Linked DNA regions of Gossypium hirsutum: region 2 is linked to region 1. The links are chromatin contacts, called in public Hi-C maps. All regions are on one chromosome and are shown on one strand. Each heading gives the region's core, a stretch centred on a gene start, on an enhancer-like site or on the middle of the called end of the contact. The rest is flanking DNA. Distances are from core to core; before and after follow the strand shown.

Region 1 (4,879 bases), core at 713-3,212:
TTAAGTGTTGTTAGATATTATTATATTTTAATTATTAATTATTTTTAATTTAATTTTATGATAAAATCAAGAAGTTAATTATCACATTAATTATGATTTTATCAAAATAATTAGGCGTTATTTTACTTCTTAAATTATTATTGTTTTTTAATAGGGACGTTAATCAACACATTAATCATTAACTTCCTAAAGTGCTTGTTTAATTATTCATATTAATCCCTGATAAATAAATTATTATTAAGATTTTATCTAAATAATTATTATTTAAATGTCAATTTAGTTTATTTCATTATTATGATTTTATGCAAATATTATTTTTAAATGTCAATTCTCTAATATAGTATAAAATAAATGGTATTTTTGTCTATTCAAAATTTTTTCCAAATTTGTAATTTTTTGAAGAGAAATTCATTAATTTATTCAATTAATAAGACCATACAATTCAAGGGAAAAAATAACAAACACCTATTGTACGTGCTAAAGGACAAGCTCTATCAACACAACAAAAACTTCAGCTTCAACATCAATAGAACATTATGGCACGTTGACAATCGGTTCTATCACAACTCAAGTACAACATATCACGAGTGATTGCAAACACTTAATACAATAAGGAAATCAACCTTAGATGGTCCAAAGCGGCGGGCATAAATCAACAAAAGAATTGAACATCCACCAAACTAGAGGGGACGGTGACAAAACCAACCCTAAAATTACTCGCAAAAATAAGACTACATGCATAAGCAAGACTAAAAAGCATTCTATAAGAATAGATAAAAACTTCTAAAAGTGAAAACTTATTAAATAATGGAAAAACAAACAAAAAAACAAAAACTTAAGATAACACGAGTCCAAACCGACTCATGAAATCATTTATCATTCTGAAATTCTCAAAATAGAAACAGATTAAGAAGTCAACGAAGAGCTACTCATTTTCTAAAAGAAATTGTCGGTGGTCGATAGTGTTTCAACTATTATAAGCACTGTTATCTATCCATCACAACTTGTAAAGACAACAAAGATACCCACAAAATAGAACTGCAAGCTGAAAAGAGAGAAGACGCATGGAGTGAATGTAAAGGAGAAAGAAAAAGAGGGTTGATGGGCAAGAGAAAAAGGTGGGCGATAACTAGCTCGGAGGCTAACACTGCCGCTAGGCAAAAACAAAAAGAAACAAATGATTTGGAGAAAAAAAATAAGGTTTCCCAAACTCTACTTTATATATATTATAGATAAAAAATTAAAATTAATAGATAATGAAATGTGCTTGTGTTATGAACTTGGACTTTAGTTGAGCTAGCCTCGTGGCGTTAATATTCAAGAGTTTTGAATAAATTTTTTCAATTGCATTGATAATTCAAGTTATGAATGATTCAAAGAATGCTTTTATTTATAGTGGAGCTCATCTTACATCAAAAGTACAAAGTAAATTATGTCAATGGTTTACATTTAAACCTATCTATAATTAAGGGCAGATTTAAGGAATAGGCAGAGTGAATTTGGTCCCCAAAAATGAAAATAATGTAATATGGTACCTTTATGAACAATGAAAATTTAAGTTAATATATAGTTAAAATTACATTTTAGTCTAAAAAAAAATTTGTTCAATCCATTTAAAAATGATGAAATTAAAAATTAATAAATAATAAAATTATATTTTAACTTATTAAAAATTTATAATTTAATTCCTATTTCCCGTTGATATAAAGTGATAAAAAAGTTGAACTCTATTACTCATAAAATATAAATTATTGGAGTGTTTGTTGAAGAGTTTGATTTCTTTCTTTTTAAATAGCGGCCCAACCGGGCCTAGGAAAATCTGGAACTTATATTTCGGTAAATACAAAGGTCCATTAAAAATTAGGCGGAATAAAATAGACAACTTCAAAGCCCAACTTCTCTCAAGTCCGACCATAACTATATAAAGGCCCAGCTTTTGTCACGTGCGATTATATCCACACGTGGGTATCCCTCGCTATATTTAGGCCTCCCTTTCATCTTCCCCATTTCCCACTCGCTCTCGAAATCAAAACCCTTGCCAATCCATTCCTCGGATTAAACAAAGAGAGATGACCGCTGAGATACTCCCCAACCAGAACGGCTCCGTCGTTTACAACGGAGATCTGAATAAGTCTAACTCTAACCCTAACCCCATCTCCAACCCTTCCGCCGCCTCCAAGAAGTCCCGCGAGAGCGAACGACGTCGTAGAAGGCGCAAGCAGAAGAAGAATAAGAGTAAGAATACCTCCCACCAAGAAAATGACGCCGCAGACGGTCCCGTTTCCGAAGCCGGTGACAGCGACGCTGCCGAAGATGAAAAGAAGAATTCCTATCAGCAGCAGGTATCCAGCTATTTTTCCTTCCCTTCTTTTTTGTTTTGAGGTTTCTATGTTTTTAGTGAATCGATTGTTTCGTCTGGTTTTTGCATGTCTTTGTGCATAATACAAGTTCTATAGTGACTTAAGAATTTTCGATTTTCTTTAGATGGAATAGAATTGAGTTTTTATTTTGGGTTTAACTGTAGTTTGAAAATTTTCTTATGGCTATTTTGTTATTGTTGTTTTCTTAAATTCAGCATATTTCACTCTAATCTTACATAATGTAAGTTGCATTTGTTTATAAGTAAACTAAGCATTTTCTTTTGTTTGACACTGTAGGTAATGGAAGAAGTTCAGGTAGAGTACGTTCCTGAAAAAGCTGAGTTAGATGATGGCATTGATGAGGAATTTAGGAAGGTTTTTGAAAAATTCAGCTTCTGGGAAGCTGCTGGTTCTGAGGTGAAATGAAATTCAGTTTTATATGATCAATTAATTTTCGAATTTCCTTGTTAGTTCTCTAAAGAAACTTGTAATTCTATTTGTACAGGAGACTGACAAGAAGGACGAGTCTCCCCAAGATGCTGATGCAAAGAAGGGGGCTGATTCTGATTCAGGAGAGGAGGAGCAGGATAATCAACAGAAAGAGAAAGGTGGCTTATCAAATAAGAAGAAGAAGGTTTTTGGTTTCTCCTTATATTTTCTGAGATTATTTGTGTTATTATATGTAGTTCATTTTGATGAGACTGAAACTGAAAATACTTGTTTTGATATTGTTGACAGCTGCAAAGGCGGATGAAAATTGCTGAGTTAAAACAGATTTGCTCAAGGCCTGATGTTGTAGAAGTATGTTTCTCTTACTGTTTATTTGATGTTTGCTTCTTTTCTTGTTCCTCTCTTGTTTGTTTTTAAACCAGTGTTAAAACAAATTTATATTCCAATGTTGAATCAGAGCACATTTGCTATGAATTTTTTATTTTTATTTTTTGAAATGAAGTTTTTTTCCCATGGCTATTAAGGGATCTTATTTTTCTAATCTTTTGTTATGAATTTTTTCATGAAATACTGTTGGAATATTGCGACTCAAATGGAGAATAATGTTCACTTCTGTTTTTATAACTCAATAGCTCATAATAGATATGATTATTTTGTCAGGTTTGGGATGCAACTGCTGCTGATCCCAAGTTGCTGGTGTTTTTGAAGGCATATCGAAACACTGTTCCTGTGCCAAGGCACTGGTCTCAGAAAAGGAAATATTTGCAGGTTAGTAATTCTTGCATCCATGACGATTAATATGGGTCAAATATGTGTTCATGGTTCATAGGCATAATCTTTAGTGAGTGATATAGGAAGACGGTGAGGGAAGATCAAGTCGATAAGGCTTCTCTTATATGCATATATGTGCTTCTTGCAGGGGAACAGCTGAGACAACCCTGGAGCCTGGACTTATAGGTGTTTTGCAGAAAGGACTCTTGATTGATTTCTCTTATATTATGACTGCTTTTTTGGTTGGGATATAGATATTTAATAAGGTCTCTGGTAGTAGCATAACTTGCATGCTAGATGGTGGGGGGTATTTGTTCATTGTTAAGGTGCTAATTAATCTGTTTTGGATTTTCAGATGCCTTTCCATTTGTGCTAAATGCTCGGGCTAGATCCATCTAAGATTTATTTATTTTAAGTGATTTGAGTTGGATACAGAAGCTTCCTAGCTGTTATTGTTAATAATTGTTATTATTTGGGTTTGTTAACTTCTGTAACTCATCGCCTTGTGGATCCTCTCTGTAGGGGAAGCGCGGTATTGAGAAGCAACCTTTTCAGCTTCCTGACTTCATTGCTGCAACAGGAATTGAAAAAATTAGACAGGTAAATTTAATTCATTATAATAGCAATTGTGTAACGTCTAGGAGTTAATGTCAGGAAAATCTATCTATTGCTATAAAGTAATAAATAGTTTTGAATGGATAATGACCTTTTTTCTTTAACTGAATGATTCACTCTTGTTCTCAACTTGTCTTTTTTACTTCTCTTTTTCTCGTTTAGGCTTACATTGAAAAAGAGGACAGTAAGAAGTTGAAGCAAAAGCAACGTGAGCGAATGCAGCCAAAGATGGGGAAAATGGATATTGACTATCAGGTTTCTTGCTTCATTGATTCTTTCTTTTATTTTTGGAGGTTTGAATTTTGTTTCAATCCATTTTAAGCTGTCATGAAAGGTTACTTCTAATCTTGTCATTCCTTTCTGAAATTATATTGTTTTGCTCTTGTACTAATGATGTTCTGGCTTATGTTTTTAGGTTCTTCATGATGCATTCTTTAAATATCAGACAAAGCCAAAGCTGACAACTCATGGAGATCTGTATTATGAAGGGAAGGAATTTGAGGTACTCTTATGCTATTTCTACATCGATATTAGGTTTTATCTTATATTTCCTCAACATAGTGAATGTGTACGTTCCAATTAACTTTAGATTGATATGCCATTGAACAACGCAAGGCTGTATGTTGAATTCTTAAGATTATAGGGACCTTATAGAATAACAATGTACTTCAAATTTTGCTGAT
Region 2 (4,879 bases), core at 1,123-3,622, 130 kb before region 1:
TTGATGCATGGATATATCTTTTGTATCTTGTAGTGATATTGAAGTATATTTATATCAATGAACTGAATGAACCGTTTGAGGTTGTTAGAGATGAATTATGGCCAATGCAATGTGATATTTTATGTAAACAAAGCAGCCCTGCAACACAAGTGTTGATATCTATAAAGTGGGTGTCGACACCTTAACTAAAATTAACTGTTAGAGTTAGTTAAAATGGCCTCGGTAGGTAAGTATCAATACTTCAAGATCAAGTATTGATGCCTTGTGTTCTTGTTTTGTTCTTTGGCTATTATCTTACTATGTTTTGATACTTAAAAATCTAGATATCCACACTTAGACCCTCAATTGCTTTGAAACCATTAAAATAACTTATGGTTAACTTAAAAACATTTGATATAGTACAAAACAGTATAAAACATATTTTTGAGTATTTTGTAAATCTTGAAAATGTTTAATAAAATTTACAGTAATGTTTCCACTAAAATGAATTAACAAATAAATATATAAAATTTATCTTCAATGTTATATGAAAGGATGAAATAAAAACTAACAGCCTTTCTAATTCTAGGCAAACAACTCGAAAAATGTCAATCACAGTCTCCACCATCACTGCTTTTTTTACGACATCAAGCCACTATCCCTCAGCAGCTCAACATCTTCACAGTCTCCGACCAAGAAAAGTTAAAGCCTAATTCCAAGTTTTCATAGTTTCTTGAGTTCTTTAAGGAAGATTCATATCAAAGGGAAGAATAATCAAGAGAGCTATTTTTTGGTGGGTTTGAATCGAGGCTCTAAAACCAACAACGACAGTTGAAACGATGATGATCTCCGTTCATAAAAGGGAGAACACCTAGTTTTTTTTGTTCTTTTATGAAAGAGAGGAATGAAGTTTTCAAAAAAAAAAAAAAACTTCTTATTGAAAGTTTAAGGATAAATTCCTCAAATAGTCATAAAAGGTTTGGGACATTTTTGTTTCCGTTATTCTCGATAGATCAAATGTAATTTGTAGTATTAAAATACCTTCTGTCACCAAATAGAATGCTAGAATAACATTAAATTAACTCTTAATATTTTTATATTTTCTTAATTTAGTCATGATTTTAAAAAAAGTCAACAAATTTAACCATCAATATTTATAAAAAATTGTCAATTACTAGTCATTTTTTTGAAAAAGCTATAATTTTGTAATATTATATAAACAATATTTTTATTTTTTTAAAATTTAATATATTTTGAATTTTTATATATATTTTTTACACATTTCAATTTTTTTTAGTTTTTTTGAATTTTTATAATCATGATCAAATTGACCGAATGTATAAATTTATTAAGTTTAAATTTATTAATTTTTTAAAATTATAACCGAATTAACAAAATATATAAACATTGAGGGTTAAATTTATTATTATATTAACTTTCATTTGATGACCAAAAATATTTTAATGATAAAGTAATTAACCGTTGTAGTTTATCTAACCAAAATAACTAATCAGAATAACTAAGTGACCAAAACAAAGATAGCTTACTATATTATAGCTAATCTTTTTTTACATGCTATAACTAAAGTTTAGTAACATTTAAAAGAATATTAAAGGATGGGAATTTACAAACACCTTAAAATTAAAATTAGGGATGAACGTTTGATCGAATTGAATAATAAAATTTTAAGTTAATCGAATTTTCAAATCATATTTTATTATCCTAACTCGAGTCGAATATATTTATTTAAGTTGAATTAAAAAAATGACAAGGTTGAGTAGCCGAGTTGAATCAACGTGTTGCTGGAAACATTGCATATCTCTATCAATCAAACAAACAAATAAAACATTGCATGTCTTATTGTTCTGTTCCGTTCGGTTCCTAGGAAGAAAGTCAAATGAGAACTTTCCATCGAAGTGCTGTTCTGTTTTTCCAGTTCCATTCAATTCAAACGCCAACTACGTAAATCATTTCCCTCTTTCAATATAACAATAGAATCGAAGTGCTATGTTTTCTTTTAAGATATATTTTTATTAATTTTGTTTTAAATAGTAAATTTAAAAAAAAACCTCATAACCCAAAATATACAGCAACACTAATATTTTTTCGATTAATTTAATCCCACATTCACATATGCAACAGCAATAGTTATCTTTTTATATTCGAAAAAAATTAATTCATAATCCAAAATATGCAGCAACAGTAATATTTTTTTTTCGATTGATTTGACTATCTTTATATATATATACATACATATATATATATTACTCAGTATTTCGGGACAAACTTGGGAGATGCAGAAAAGTCGAGGTCATGACTGAACAGGACAAAGTGGCGCCGGCCAGAAGGAACACCAATTTTGGAGCGACCGGAGACCGGAGATGGTGAAGAATTTGCCTACCTAGGAGGTAAGGATTTTGATTGGTGGGGTTGAATGAACTGACGAAGAAAAAGAAAAATGGAGGGTTTAATTTAGAGATTTTTGAAGAAGAAGAATGGAGGATTTAATTTAGGGATTTTTGAAGAAGAATGAATTTGAGGGTTTGATTTGAGGAAATTGAGAAAATGGCGGGGCGGGGCCGGTCGGTTGGGGGTAGACGAGCTTTGGGGGCAAAATGGGGTAAAAGGGTTTGGGCTGGTATAACATAAATTTAAATTTTAAAATAATAAAAAATTAATATTCGGTTTATTTGATTATTTGAATTTAAAAATTTAACTCGATTCGAACTTAAAATTCAATAAAAAAAATTGAGTTGATTCTATTAATTCGATTCAAAAATTTTTAAATTTGAATTTTTTTAATTTTTTCGAATCAAATCAAATTTTACTCACTCTTAATTAATATGACTGTACACTTTGCGTAGTGGACTATTCCATCCAAGGCATGGTAAAATTTTGTCTTTGATCTTTGTTGTTTTAACTTCACTTTCTTTTAAGCCCCTATTTAATTATCTTCTTAATTTAATATTTATTGTTATTCATGTTCATGTTATGCCCCTCTTTTAGCATGTGTATTATTACTTCTGACATGATTCTTATCTTAATATGTATATCAATGAATATATTATCCTAGATATTTTATATGCATTATGTAGTAATATATTAATATAAATGCTACATCCATATGTCTTCATATTTCTTATAACACATGCATGTTTGCCAAAGGTTTTCAATTGTTTCAAAGTAAGGCAACATTTTTTATTAGAAAATTTAATGAGATGGTCCCCGAAATTATAGAAATGTGATCTCCTTAATTATTCTTAACATATCATTTTCTAACTTGAGTGAATAAATGTTTTTGTTCTTACAATAAAAATGAATTTTCAAATGTGAAAATTTTTGGAGTTTTTGAATTTTAATTTATTCAATTATAATTTCTAGTTCACTTTCCGACGGTAATCCTAGTAATTCTTTTGGAAATATATTTTTAAATTCTCTCACAATCGAAACTTGTTCAATTTTCGATTCTGTCATCCTTGTATCTAATACATAAACTAAATATGCTTCGCATCTTTTTCTGACCAGCTTTTGAGTTGTCAAAGGTATTATAATATTGGTAACACAACTCGCCCGATCAATTTCAACATGGACTAATTTGTCGTTTTGACATTTTACCACAATCTAATTTTGTTTGCAGTTAACAATGGAATCATGTATGTTCAACCAAACCATTCCGAGGATGGCATCAACCTCATCAAACATAAATAACATTAAGTCCATAGGAAACTCATAACCTCGCCATTTCAATAGACACTTCCTACATATCTTGTTAACTACTACACATTGTCTTAAAGGGTTCAATACTTTAACATCAAACTTAGTCAATTCTACTATCATATTTTTCTCAGTTACTAATGCAGTGCATATATACGAATGCTTTGATCCAAGATCGATTAAAGCATAAACAGTAACATCAAAAAGAGGAAAAGTACAAGCAATCACATTAAGATAAACGACTTCTTCTCTGGCCTAGATCACATATGCTCTGGCCAGTGCTCAACTTTCAGACTTCGCAGTCACCTCGCGTGCAATGCTGCAGCTAATTCCTGCATTATCTTCGGATCTCTGTTTTCTACCTCTCTGCAATGTGGTTGATGATTTAGTGATATGCTCGGAGCTAATTTTAATTTTATGCGAACAATCCTTCAAAAATGCTTTGCCAATCCACATGAAAAAAAAACTCCACTCTTCAATCGATATTCACCAAAATGGTTTTTACCGGGGATCAATCTCAAAATTATACATGAACTTTGATTTATTGTGCAATTGTATACATGAACTTTAATTCGGTGCAATTATAAACATGAAACTCTAATTGAGGTTCAAATGTATACTTGAAACTTTAAATTTTACTTAATCATACATATTTAAAAAAATAAATACATCAATTTATTGTTATATTGGATAAATATAATTATTTAAGTATGAAATATAAATATAAAATGATTTTATATCAATAATTGCGTTAATAATTTACAAGAATTGGATCAAATCAAAATTTCATGTATAAAATTGCACAAAATCAAAGTTCATGTATACAATTGCACATTAAACCATAGTTTATGTATAGTTTTGAGATTTATCCCTTTTTACCGCAATGCTCACATAATGGTTTATTCAAATTGTGGATACTACCCACACAGGCAACTGATGTGGCCTGGGGTCTTAGATTTTCATGTGATCTCTCCTCAAATAACTAGAAGGAGGTGTGAACCTATTTGAAACATCTCTAAACCTTTTAGGTGCAGGAGTGGGAAAAGATCTAGACGTACTCTACTTACCTGAATCTCGATATTTCATTTCAACTCGCTTCCTTCCATTACATATATCATCCATTTGTGCTCTATCCGTCAAAGTAACAATCTCTTTAATTTTAAAAGCTTCAACCAACATTTGAATA

What was found. A called contact is a pair of places that touch in the nucleus more often than the background predicts.
Region 2: a Hi-C map of callus shows a contact between it and region 1, with 2.6 times the contacts expected there. The contact joins the enhancer-like site here to the promoter of LOC107962985 in region 1. A contact is called at or near these places in 15 of 34 Hi-C or Micro-C datasets (anther, callus, hypocotyl and 3 more).

The regions. Positions count from the first base shown.
Region 1 is chrA06:90,497,614-90,502,492 of Gossypium_hirsutum_v2.1, reverse strand. It overlaps LOC107962985 (splicing factor 3B subunit 2), which reads left to right and starts at 1,962. Exons shown (of 18, transcript XM_016899590.2): 1 at 1,962-2,342; 2 at 2,658-2,777; 3 at 2,866-2,994; 4 at 3,099-3,161; 5 at 3,471-3,578; 6 at 4,104-4,181; 7 at 4,359-4,451; 8 at 4,612-4,698. The coding sequence starts at 2,070.
Region 2 is chrA06:90,628,609-90,633,487 of Gossypium_hirsutum_v2.1, reverse strand. No RefSeq gene overlaps it. Among protein-coding and RNA genes, the nearest start is that of LOC121230244, 9.0 kb to the left of the region's middle. Within about 2 kb of position 2,372, at least 4 of the 9 cell types and tissues checked have an H3K27ac peak or open chromatin away from gene starts, as enhancers often do.